Linked DNA regions of Ovis aries: region 1 is linked to region 2. A link is a contact called in public Hi-C data. All regions are on one chromosome and are shown on one strand. The core of a region is the stretch at or near the end of the contact, and the rest is flanking DNA. Distances in the headings are between cores, read along the strand shown. Region 1 holds the start of IGF1R (insulin like growth factor 1 receptor). Region 2 has its middle 42 kb from the start of SYNM.

The links. A called contact is a pair of places that touch in the nucleus more often than the background predicts.
Region 1: a Hi-C map of muscle shows a contact between it and region 2, with 5 times the contacts expected there. The contact joins the promoter of IGF1R here to the enhancer-like site in region 2. A contact is called at or near these places in 15 of 16 Hi-C or Micro-C datasets (blood, hypothalamus, liver and 7 more).

What each region holds. Positions count from the first base shown.
Region 1 is chr18:7,196,982-7,202,916 of ARS-UI_Ramb_v3.0, reverse strand. IGF1R (insulin like growth factor 1 receptor) reads right to left here and starts at 3,712. Exons shown (of 21, transcript XM_027957015.2): 1 at 2,770-3,712. The coding sequence starts at 2,863.
Region 2 is chr18:7,069,206-7,075,032 of ARS-UI_Ramb_v3.0, reverse strand. No RefSeq gene overlaps it. Among named protein-coding and RNA genes, the nearest start is that of SYNM, 42 kb to the right of the region's middle. Within about 2 kb of position 4,187, at least 23 of the 54 cell types and tissues checked have an H3K27ac peak or open chromatin away from gene starts, as enhancers often do. A contact at or near this core is called in hypothalamus and liver, where this site is marked.

The sequences.
Region 1 (5,935 bases), core at 2,463-4,962, 130 kb before region 2:
ATAAAACAGCAACTTCTTTAAACACCCATCTTTCACATACCTACATTTCCCTGACAATAGGGTATTACTGTGCCTGGGGCAGAAAGATGACTGAATCTTTTTAATGAGACGGCCACAATACCTTTAAAGGGCACACTGATTTTTTTTTTAAGTATCATATTATTTGGCTATCACTCCTAACTTCCAAACCTCCCTTTTTTAGATGCACTGTTCACAGTACATTGATACAAAAATCTTTATAACTTGGTCTGCTTCAAAACGTATAGGTTTTCCAAATTAAAGGGTTTTGTTTTTTTTTTAATCACCCCTACTGCTATCACACTCTGAGAGAAAACACTAATCCCTAAACAGGGCAACACATTATTAATCAACAGCACCCCAATCTTTATTATATTATATTAGACAGTCAAAACAATGCTTGTCTTTGATAGGAGCCGATGGTTTTATTTCTATCAGAAGTAAGAGTTCCAGCACCTTTTGGACTAAGAGCTGAACGCATGCTGAGCATACCATTTACTCCTGAAAACTTCCTAGCTATAGGGAGGGGCAGGTTGTGAGTTAGAACTTCAACAAACCATAATCAGGAATGGGGCACCTTCTGGCCATCCATCAAGTTTTCAGAAACCAACTATTTGCAAGGATCCTTGAGCAAAGTTTGGCATCTTGTACTATAAAAGTAGTTAAAACGCCCCTTCCTCTCCTGCCTGTTTTCTCAAGAAAAACAAACAGAACAAAACACCTTTCACAAAGAATATTTTTCATCAAGAATTCCAAACAAGACATCCTATTTTAAAATCCCGGAGTCCTGCATCGGGAGTAGCAAGGCCAACCCTGGTGTTGTGAATTTCAGAACTTAGTAACATTAAATAAAACTATAGACACGACACAGTTCAACAACATGCCGTAATAAAATGGATTAACTCTCCTGTGTCTCCTGAACTATATTTAGCTTCCGAAGGCTAGAAGCCCCCCTCTGTGCCCCCAAACACCATCTGTGAGCCTTAGAAGGGTGCCGAGAGCCTTTCGCCCAATCCAGCGTGCGGAAACTTCAGAAACAAAGAGCAAGAGAGCTCAGATTTGTGGAGGGTCCGGACTCAAGGCGAGTCTTACTCCACGCAGTAAACACGCTAATCCTGTAAAAATCTACTCCGTCGTGAACGCATTTCTTACAAAACGTTTAAGAAGGGTTTGTTTATACGAACAGTTTTTTCCGAATTGCACCTAAGACGCGGCCAGGCAGCCCCCGCTGCCTCCTGACTCTCCCCCTCACTCCGCAAGGCGCAGTCGTGATTTTTCAAAGTTAATTGGCACCACCTGCATACACTCGGCAAATATTACTCACCAACACGCCCTCGCCGTTCCCAGCCCCAGTTCTGTGCCTGCATTTAAACTTTATAGTCGTGCTCAAGATACCCTGCCGTCGCGAATGGACCAGCAGAGCCTCCCTTTACCGTTTGGAGAAGAAATGGAAACCCCTCCTCTCCCCGCTCCACATACCTCGGGGCCCTAAGTTCTCTCTCCCTCCCTCCCTGCCCGTCCCTACCCCTAGCCGACACCACCAAAACAAAAGCTATCAGATTGCAAGCGGCAGCGCGTGGAGCGATATTGCTTATTAACTCTCTGCAGAGGAAGCGCGGGCGGGGGGTGGGGGGCGCGCAACACAACTCGGGACACGAAGCCCAGGCCTGGGCCGCACGCCCACCGCCGCGGGGCTCCGCGCGACCGAAACCGCGACGCGGGCCACCTCTCCCCGGGGCACGGTGTCCCTGGGAGGCCGTGTGGCTGCGAGCACGTGTGTGAAAATGCACGTCGGCTCCGACCACACACCCACTCCCGCACAGTCGGAGGCCGCCCTCCCAACCCTAGCCCCGCCGGGACGAAAAGAGCGTCCACGGGCCGCTATAAAACGGGGAGAAGGGGCCCCCAAACCCTCTGAACTCGGGGTCTGGACGCGCTGTCCGGAACAGCCCGACTGACGACGAGCTCCCGACTTCGCCTTTTTCCAGGGGCTCCAGGGGCTGCACCGTGGGGTGCGAGATCTAAGTGGGAACGCTCCCCGCCCCTCCAGCCGCACTGAGAAGCCCCGGGAGGCCGGGAGGGCTGGCGACCCGCCGCGGATCCGGCGAAAGCGACAGGGAACCCAAAGAGCCCCAGGGGCCAAGCGCGGCGAGCGACAGGAGGTCGCGCTGGAAGGAAACCTATTCCGGGGCCGCGGGGCCTCCCCGCCGGGCACCTCCCACTGGGCACCTTGCAGCCCCGGGACCGGCGGGCTGCCCGCTCCCCCCCCCGCCCCGGGCACCGAACCTGCCCCAGCCGCCAGGGCGCCGCGCGAGCTGTCACCGCCGCCCGCGCGCCGCGTGTCGGGAGGCCCCGCGCCGGGAGGGGCGCGCGGTGCGGGCGGCCGGGCGCGAACTTCCCCGCTGGCGCCCCGGGGCCTGGCCCCGCCGCGGGCCACCGAGTAGGGAGCGCAGCCCAGACAGCCGGGCCGCGGGGCAGGGCTCTCGGGACGGCGGAAGGGAGAGCCCCCGAGGCCCTTCCCGCGCGGGGATGCGCCGAGCCCGGGGCCGCGCGGGCCTCCGAACCAACGACCCGGGCCCCGGGGCGCTCCCCCGTCGGCCTCGCGGCCGAGCCCCGCGGCGCCCCGCCCCGCGGCCCCGGGGCCCGGGAGCCCGACAGCTGCGACGGCGGCAACTCGGGTTTCGCGAACAGGGCGCAGCCCCTCGGAGGAAAAGTTCCCGCAGTGGCCGCGGGCGGCGGGCACATACTCACTTTCTCCACTCGTGGGCCAGAGCGAGAGCGCGGCGGCGAAAAACAGGAGTCCCCACAGCGAGGTCGGGGACCCTCCTCCGGAGCTAGACTTCATTCCTTTTATTTGGGACGAAATTCCCCTTTCTCAAAAAAAAAAGGGGGGGGTGGAGGAGGAAAAGAAAAAGTCTCCGAGTCTTGGTCTCCCGCCCACCTCCAAAAGCAAGGGCGAAGGCGACACCACTCCCCGAGGCGGCGCCGGCCGGGGGTCCGCGGGGAGGCGCGGACGGGGCGGGCGGTGGCGGCGGGCGGCCCTCAGCGCCGGCAGCCGCGGCCCAGCGCTCGGCCGAGTCGGGAACCCGGGGCGCGCCGGGGCGGGCTGTCTGCGTCGTCGGCCTCCATTTTCAAACCCAGAGAGGCAGGAGGGAGGAAAAACTGCGAAGAGAAGGGGGCCAAGCCCGGATCCGTCTTGGCGAAGCCAAACCAACCCGACCCCAGACAGAGGGGGAGGCGGCCCGACGCCCGAGCCTCCGCGGCGGGAGGGCGCGACGCAGTTCGCAAGACTGCCCCGGAGCCCGGGTCGCGGGGGAGGCCGGCCGGGGGCAGAAATGCGGAGGAAAAATGAATGAGCCGCTCCCCTCCTCCTGCTGCTGCTCCTCCTCCGCCGGGCTCCGCTCGCCGCCGCCGCCGCCGCCGCGAGCTCCTTCCCAAATCCAGGACACACACAAAGCGGCGGGCCGGCCGCGCTCAGCGCTCCCGCCGCCCGCCCCGCGCCGGCCCCCGCCCGCCGCCGGCTCGGCGCGGGGGCTCCGGCTCGCTGAAGGTCAGAGCCGCGGCGCGCCGCGGAGCTCCCCTCGCGCGGGAGGGGCGTGGAGGGCCCGGGGGTCTGCAAGCTCCAGGCACGGGCGCGCCGGGGCCAGGCTCCCCGGTGGCGTCCCTCTCCCTCGCCCGCCGCTCGAGTTCGCCTGGTGCGCTCGCTCCTCCTCGGGTTTTTTTTTTTTTTCCCTCCCCCCCCTTTTTTTTTTTTTCCGCTCAGCGGAGTTAATGCTGGTAAACAAGAGCCTCAGCCCCGCCGCGCCGCTGCCGCCGCCGCTGCCACACACTGGGGCCCGACGCGCGCGTGCGCTCGGGGCCGCGCACACACACTCACACGCGCGCGCGCGCACTGGAGCGGCCACAGCCGCAGCCCCGGCGCGCGGAGGGCCGGGCCCCGGCCGGCGCGCGCCAAGAGCTGGAGCCCAGGAACGCAGGGACGTGCGGAGCGGAGCCCCGGCGCGGGCGGCTAGGCGGCAAGGCGCCGCCCCCGCGCCCCGCCCGCGCGCACCGGCTCCCGCGCGCGCGCGCCCCTGCGCTCACCCCCACCGCACTGCGCCGGCCAGCCTGCACGCGCGCGCCCCTCCCGCAAGACTCCAAAAACAATGCCCCCGGCGCCGGGCCCTGCCCGGCAGAGGAGCGGGCTGGGGAGCGGGGGAGGGGCTGGGCCGGGCTGGGCGGGGAGCGCGAGGCCCGAGAGGTTCATTGAAAACAACAACAGCGCGGCTGGAGCGCGCGTTGCCCCGGTTCTTGAAAAGCTTCATTGTGTCTTGCAGCTGTTGCAAAATAAATAAATAAGTGCGTGCATGCGGCATTTTTTCGCAGCCGGCTGGAAAGCTCGAATATGGCGGGAGGGGCATACCTGGGAGAAAGGAGACGCCCCCCCCACACACCCCAAACCAGGCTACTAAGCGGGCACTTTGGCGCAAGGCCGGGACGGCCGCGGCGTCGCCCCAGGGGAGCCCACAGTCCCGGGACTCGCGGGCAGCCAGGGAGAAGGGCGCGGCTCGGGCCCCGGAGCCCGGGGAGACTGCCCGCGGGGGCCCGGAGCGGGCGTAGGGGGGCCCAGACGGGCCGCCCCGCGCGCCCTGGGCGCGTCCCCGCCGCAGCCGCCAGGGGGCGCGGCGGGCGCGGGGAGGGCCGGCCCGCCGAGTGTCCCCTCCCTCCGGGAGAGGAAATCTGGGGGCCCGGGCCGGGGGCCGGCCGAGCTGGGTTGCGCGGGCCCGGCACCGGAGACCCGCGGCGGGTCCGGGGAGCGGCTCGCTGACTCGCTTCTCTCCCGGCCCCACCACGTGGGCGGCTGCGGGCGGCGGCCAGGGCGCGTGCTCGGTGCGGGGCTGCGGGGGCCCCCGGAGGCCAAGGGGGCGTGCCGGGGGGGCCCCCGGAGGATGCGCTCGCGGCCTGGGGCCGAAGTCTCCCGGCCGGGCTCTCGCCGCGACGCGCCGCGCCCGGATCGCCGAGCCGCCACTGCGGGAGCCCACCCGCACCTGCTCGCGTCCTTCCGGGCGCGTCTCTCTTCCCTCCTTCGCTGCGTACAGGACTGGAAACCAGCGCCCGCCCGGTCTCCTCCGTGGTTTTCTTGAAGGTGCCCGAGGAGGGGTTTCCCCAAAGAGAGCCTGCCCCTGGACTGCCATCTAATGAATAAATGCTGCGGGAACCAGGTCCTAAAAGCGGGAAACAGCCCAGCGAGGTCTAGAGAGAGGAGTTTGAAATACGTGGACTTTTAAACATAGTGATTGGACCACGTGTCGCCTTTAATGTGGTCCGGCTTCGTGACTCAGGCTAATTGATGTCAACAGTAAATAAAAAGGAGATGGCTAACAAGAGTTGTGGATGTCGAGATGTAGAAGTGTTTGTCTCATAAATACTCAAGCTGTCTGGTAAGATCGGATCTGTTCTAAAGGAAAGTAGGTTTCCTTTTTTACTCTAATTGTAAAAGATTTCCACGTTACATTATGCATCCCATCGTTCGTAAATAATTTTTTAAATTCAGAGCTGAAAACAAATCAAAAGCTATTATAATGGAAACCTAGCCCTTTCCCCCCTATATTTATTCCCTACATCATTTGCCTCTTGGAAATTTTTAGCTCAATTCAGTGAGTCAGTTGGATAGAAGGAAATAAATCTTTTCTTACTTAAGTCATTCATATGGGATTGTTTTGTTTAACTGAAATTCAGCTTAATTTTAAAATGTTCCAGTTTTAGATATTCCTGGACATTAACAAAGAAAGAAGGAAATTAGAATCTTTAAAAAGAAATTGAAACTTAGCACGTATCATTTTAAAAGTAGGCACTGCCATATGAATAATTAAAATTTGATCTACTTATATTTTTAAATTTTATTTTAAAATATTTCTCCAGACAATACCGTACATGA
Region 2 (5,827 bases), core at 2,938-5,437:
CAGGGGATCTTCCCAACCCAGGGATCTAACTGGGGTTAGATGTAATAGATAAATGCATTGGCAGGCAGATTCTTTACCAATGAGCCACCTGGGAAGCCTGGCACCTAGGAAGTGCCCAATAGTGACTTGATACAGGAATGCACAGATTTCCTGGGCCAGGACTGAATCTGGCCTCATTTTCTTTCTCTCTGTGTGATTTGGGGCAAGTAACAGAAGAACTTCTTGAAGCCCCAGTTCGTTCTGTGAAAAAACATGAAGCTAATAACGTTGGCAGCCAGAGAACCAGGAGAGACAGTGGGCTTTCTGGAGAGACTTTCTCTTCGGGTGGGTTTTGCCTGCTCCCTGTTCTTGCGGTGGATACGACACTGAAGTATCCCTGGACCAATCCACACCCTGATTGACATCGAGGGCAATTTTGCTCCTCCGAATGGGGTCCAGAGTCTGTACCCCAGTGATGGGGACAGTGCAGGATGTGGAGTGGGGACAAGGCCCAGAAGGGGAGCATGGGGGGCAGGAAACCCCCCTCCTCAGGCAGAAGGTGAGAAGCCTGCCTACTTTCCATTCCCGTCCCTGGGTGCCCAGAAGCACCCTCAGGCCAGAACATATGGGCCTCAGCGGCCTCACCCGTGGCTCAGGACACATTCAGTAGCAGGAAAGCAGCACATTGGACTTATCCAGTGAACATAATCAAGTTTGACAGTTTGAGAAGTGACCAAAGGTCCGTGACATCTAATAATTTGCCAGTTTGCTCAGGCACCAGTTTGAATTACATCAGATTGGTGCAAGGGACAAATCATCACGCAGCTTGTGACCAACCTCGTCAACAGCCCGGCATCCACCCTGTGGATTGTAATGTTTTATTTATAGTTGTGTGTCTGGTGACTCTCATTAAGGGTCCGCAAGCATCTTTAGTGCAGCTAGTTCAATAGGACTTTACTGCATTTTTACATTAATTTATATATGATTATAAAAGTACATATGTACACATATAAACTTTTACATATATCTGTATATATTTGTACCATAATAGCATTTTATTATGCACTATATTGCTATTATTATATATTTTTAAAGCATTTTACTGCAGTAGGACACTGAGGATTTCTAACGATCTCCCAACATAAGTCTCTGTGACATTAAGGTTTTACTCTGTCTTTTAGAATCACCTAGCCTGACTTGAAACTGGAGGATCCTGTGTGCTCTTGGGTTCTCTGTGTAACCGGAAACAGTTCTAACTACCCTTCCCTTGTCTGGTTCACTTATGAGCGTCCTTTACGTCAGAAATGTTCACTATTAACATTTTTTCTCTATCATCTTTCTGATTGATGGTGCTACATAGGTAGGGTGGAGTGGACATCGATTGTTCCATCCTGTCAACATCCCTTACCTCTTTTAATAAACAGAACCATGATTTTTTTTAAGAACCCAAGTTTACTTGGGCCTGACTGATGAGGGCCAAAAAGAGTCAGTGAGAGAGCCAACATGAGAATAAGCCAACATGGAAAGAAACTAGAACTGAGAGATTGAGAAGGCCAAGTCCAGATAATATTATTGAACACCTGGATCGAGCCATGCCTGAAGCTGAACCTTTCCATTATCAGTTTCATAAGCCAATTATCTCTCTATTTTGCTTAAACTAGTTTGGGTTGGGTTTCTGTCTTTTGCAAAAACAGAGAATTCTGATCAGTACATAGATCTATCTCTAGCTTGGGCTTACAAGGGGCCCAAGAGGCTTTGGGAATTTAGGTAGAGGGCAATCAAGAGATCCAACAGTGGCTGCTGTCCACTGGAAAACCAATTATGATTTTTTCCTTCTCCCTAGGTTGTCCATAATCAAAAGGGCACACACTTCGGAGTCAGATAGATCCTGGTCCTGCCATATACTATCTGTGTGACTTTGGGGAACTTACTAAAGCCACCCGAACATACAATAATTTTATCTACATCTTAGGTTTTCCATGGGATTCAAGTGCATATGTAGAGAGCCTTGAAATAGTTTGTAGCAGACAGCTTACTCTCAGAAACACGTAGCTGATTATACTACTCACCAAACATCTATTGAGCCCTTTTCAGGTGCCAAGCCCTGGCTAAGGGTTTTATAGACATCATTTCATTTGACCCTCCCACACAACCCTGGGAGGTATGCCCTGTTCTGCTCCCCAAGTCCTACATATGAAGAATCATTAAATCTTCACACAGCTGAAGCATAGGAGTTAAGGAGCAGGGTCAAATCTGCATAGCTCTGTCCCCCACGTCCACTCTGGGTGGCTGGATGCCATTGCCCCTCCAAACAGGGCAACCCCTGAGATGACAGGGAGGTGAGCTCCACTTGCCACAAGGCATAGGCAGGGAGCAGAATCCAGGCAACCAAATGGAACCAATCAAGATATTGGAGAGGGTGAAGTGCAGAGCCAGGGCTCAGAGGACACCACACTCTGGTTTGCCAGCATTTCTGGGAAGGACAAGGCAACAGCCCTGACTGCCTGTTCTTCATCCTGAGAAGGACTCTGGTTGCCCAGATGGGGACCTGGACTCTGGAATGTCAGGGCAAATCCAGACAGTGCTGGTTCTCGTGGAATCTGGGAACCAATAAAACAATGACTGGAAAGCAATGATCTGAAAGATATTCTTGCTATAATTTTTCCACAGAAATATACTATGTAGCAAGCTAAGTAAATTCTTGGAAACCTGGAAACCCCCCAAAACTGGTAGAAGCAGCTTTTTTTTTTTTTATACAATGAGATAGAGAAAAACCACATTTCTTGGATTTAACTTTGTTCACACAAATTTTGTTTTGCTTTGTTTTTTTTTTTTAAAGAAAATCTGGCATTAGTTAATCTAAGTATGAAACTGTCATTCTTGAAACTCCTTAAAAAGTTGCCTATAATTGTGTGGCTTGAAAAATTAATTTCTTTCCAGATGATGAAACATGAAGCAGGTCTCCTAAGTGAAAATTATTGGCACACCCCCGACTCCCATCCTCAGAAGGCAGATGGAACAATGGGCAGAGGAGGGGAGCCTGTGGGACCTCAGCCAAACAAAAGGGCTGCCTGCAACTTGCCTAAAATAGAAAATAAAAGTTAGAACAGCTTCCCCCCTGGCGGGCCCCTCTTTGGAGCCCTCTGCGGAGTAGCAGGTACCTCACGGGATGGTGCACCCCCAAAGCAGTAAAAGCAGAAGCTCCAGCTCCCCACTTGGGTCTCCTTCCCAGCTGGGGGTGCAGGTTCACCCACCAGAGCCACCTACGCACGGTGATGGCTTTTACTTTTGTTCTGCTGAAGAAATTCAAATCATGTTAATCTTTCAGTTCTTTTTACAGAACTCTGGAGAATGATACATATTACAGGAGCTTTATTTGGAACGAGGCAAAGAATCTGCCTGCAATGCAGGGGACCTGGGTTCGATCCCTGGGTTGGGAAGTTCCCCTGGAGAAGGAAAAGGCTACCCCCTCCAGTATTCCTGCCTGGAGAATCCCTATGAACAGAGGAGCCTGGTGTACTACAGTCCATGGGGTCCCAAAGAGTCGGTCACGACCGAGCGATGAACACGTTCCGTTTCTTTCTGGAGAGGTGAAACGCCCTTCACTGTAGGGCGGCTCTGGCTCTGGAGTGGAGGACAAGGGTTCCAATCCCGGCTGTGCCATCTGCTGTGCCGTGACCCCCGCCTCTCAGAACCACGTGTACAGCGGAGAGATGAGTCCTGGCTTGCGGGTGTGGTGTGAGGGTCAGCAACTAGGGTCAGCGAGCGCGGGTTTCTCTGCCCAGCGCTTCCGGGCCTCGGCTTCCGCCCGGCTCAAAAGGCAGAGAATCTGCCTGCGATGAAGGAAGCCGGGTTCGATCCCTGGGTCGGGAAGTTCCTGTGGCGAAGGGCATGGCCACCCACGGCCGTGTTCTTGTGTGGAGAATCCCATGGACAGAGGAGCCTGGCGGGCCACAGCCCGCGGAGTCACAGAGTCAGACACCAGTGAGCGACTAACACACAGCGGCCAAGAGAAGGCGGTGGCCGGCTCCGCGCGCACAGCTCACCTGAGGGGCGGCCGTGGGGACCGAGGGGGCGCCTCACTGAGGCCCCGCAGCGGGCGGCCTCCCCACCGCGCGCCCCTCGTGCACTCGCCCCTCGTGCACTCCAGGGTTCCGCACCGCCGAGTCACACCCTGCGACCGCGGCCCGCTCCCCGGCACTGAGGGCGTGACGGTCGCCGCAAACAGGGGCTTTGTCTCCTTGTCGAGCCGGCCACCCCGTCACCGCAACCCGGTCATCCCCTCCCCGCAGTCACCCCCTCCCTCCCGTCACCTCCCCCTCCCTCCCGGTCACCTCCCCCTCCCCCTGGTCACCCCCCGTCACCGCCCCTCCCGGTCCCCACAGCCACCTCCCCGCCCCGCCCCCCCTAGTCACCGCCCCTCCCGCCCCTCGCCCCGCCCCTCGCCCCGCCCCTTCCCACCCCCCGTCATCCTCGCCCCGCCCCCGAAGCGCACACAAAAGGCCGCGGGCCGGGGCACCCGGAGCCGCGGGCTTGTTTACCGGGCGGCCCGGCGCGGCGCGGCGCCGCCACCTCCCGGCGGGAGCGGGCGCTGCTCCCGGGCGCGGGCCCAGGGCCGCGGGCCGATGACCCAACGCTGCAGGCATCTGGGGATAACCTTTCCCCTTTCTTTCCAAGACCAAATAAGGGGGCTCTTCCCTCTGCGCCGGGCCCGCGGCGGCTGGGCCGAGGGGCGTGGAGGGGCGGGGCCGCGGACGCGGCCGCCGGGCCGCCGAACACCGGCCGCATTGTTCCCGCGGCGGCGGCCCCTCCTCCCCGGGCGGGCGGGCTCGGCCCCGGGCCGGGCGGCGCGCTCCCTGCCCCGGGGGCGCGCGGAGCCGGGCCGGCGGGGAGGGGGCGCCCAGCCCCGCCGCAGCCGCGCCGAGCCGCTCCCCGCCCCAAGCGGCGGAGGGCAGGCGCCCCGGGCCCGCCCCCGCCGCGCTCCCCGCGGTCCCCCGCGCCCACCCCCGCCGCGCTCCCCGCGGACCCCCCGGCCGGCCCGCGGCGCTCGGAGCGGGCGGGCCCCTGCGCCGGCGGCGGGCGTAGACCGAGGGGAGCCGGGTCCGGCTGCCAGGCCTCGGAACCCTGGCATCGCCCCCGAGGGAGGGAGTCATTGGTGGCTGACAGTGTTTGGTAACCACAGAAACCAAGATTTGACCTATATTTTTGAATATGGCCTCAACCCTAGTTTTCCTTCTAGAAATCAAAGGGAGTCTGACCTGACTTGCTGTTAATTTTCCTCTTGCTTTGTATTCCAGAATGCCACCCAGAAGGCTGGGCGAGTCGGGAGACCTCACCGGCTGGTTTGCTGGTGACTCGTGAGGGTGACAGTGCTCCAGACCCAGAGGCAGGGACTGCCTCTCTCGCTGCCTCCTGCCAACACCAGGTCCCCCTGCGACGCTGGGGACGTTTCTGGAGGGCAATTGGGTGATGCTTATTAGCATTTTAATATGTTTACCGTTTAACTGTTTCATTCCTCTTATAAGTTTTATCCTAAGTAGGTAGTGGGGTAGCTCAGCTGATAAAGAATCCGCCTGCAGTTCGGGAGACCTGGGTTTGATCCCTGGGGTGGGAAGATTCCCTGGAGAAGGGAATGGCTACCCACTCCAGGGTTCTGGCCTGGAGAATTCCATGGACTGTATAGTCCATGGGGTTTCAAAGAGTCGGACATGATGAGTGACTTTCACTTTCTAAGTTTTATCCTAAGTAGGTAATGGTGGGGAGGGGCTTCCTCGGTGGCTCAGAATGTAAAGACTCCTCCTACAATGAAGGAGACCTGGGTTCGATCCCTGGATTGGGACGGTCCCCT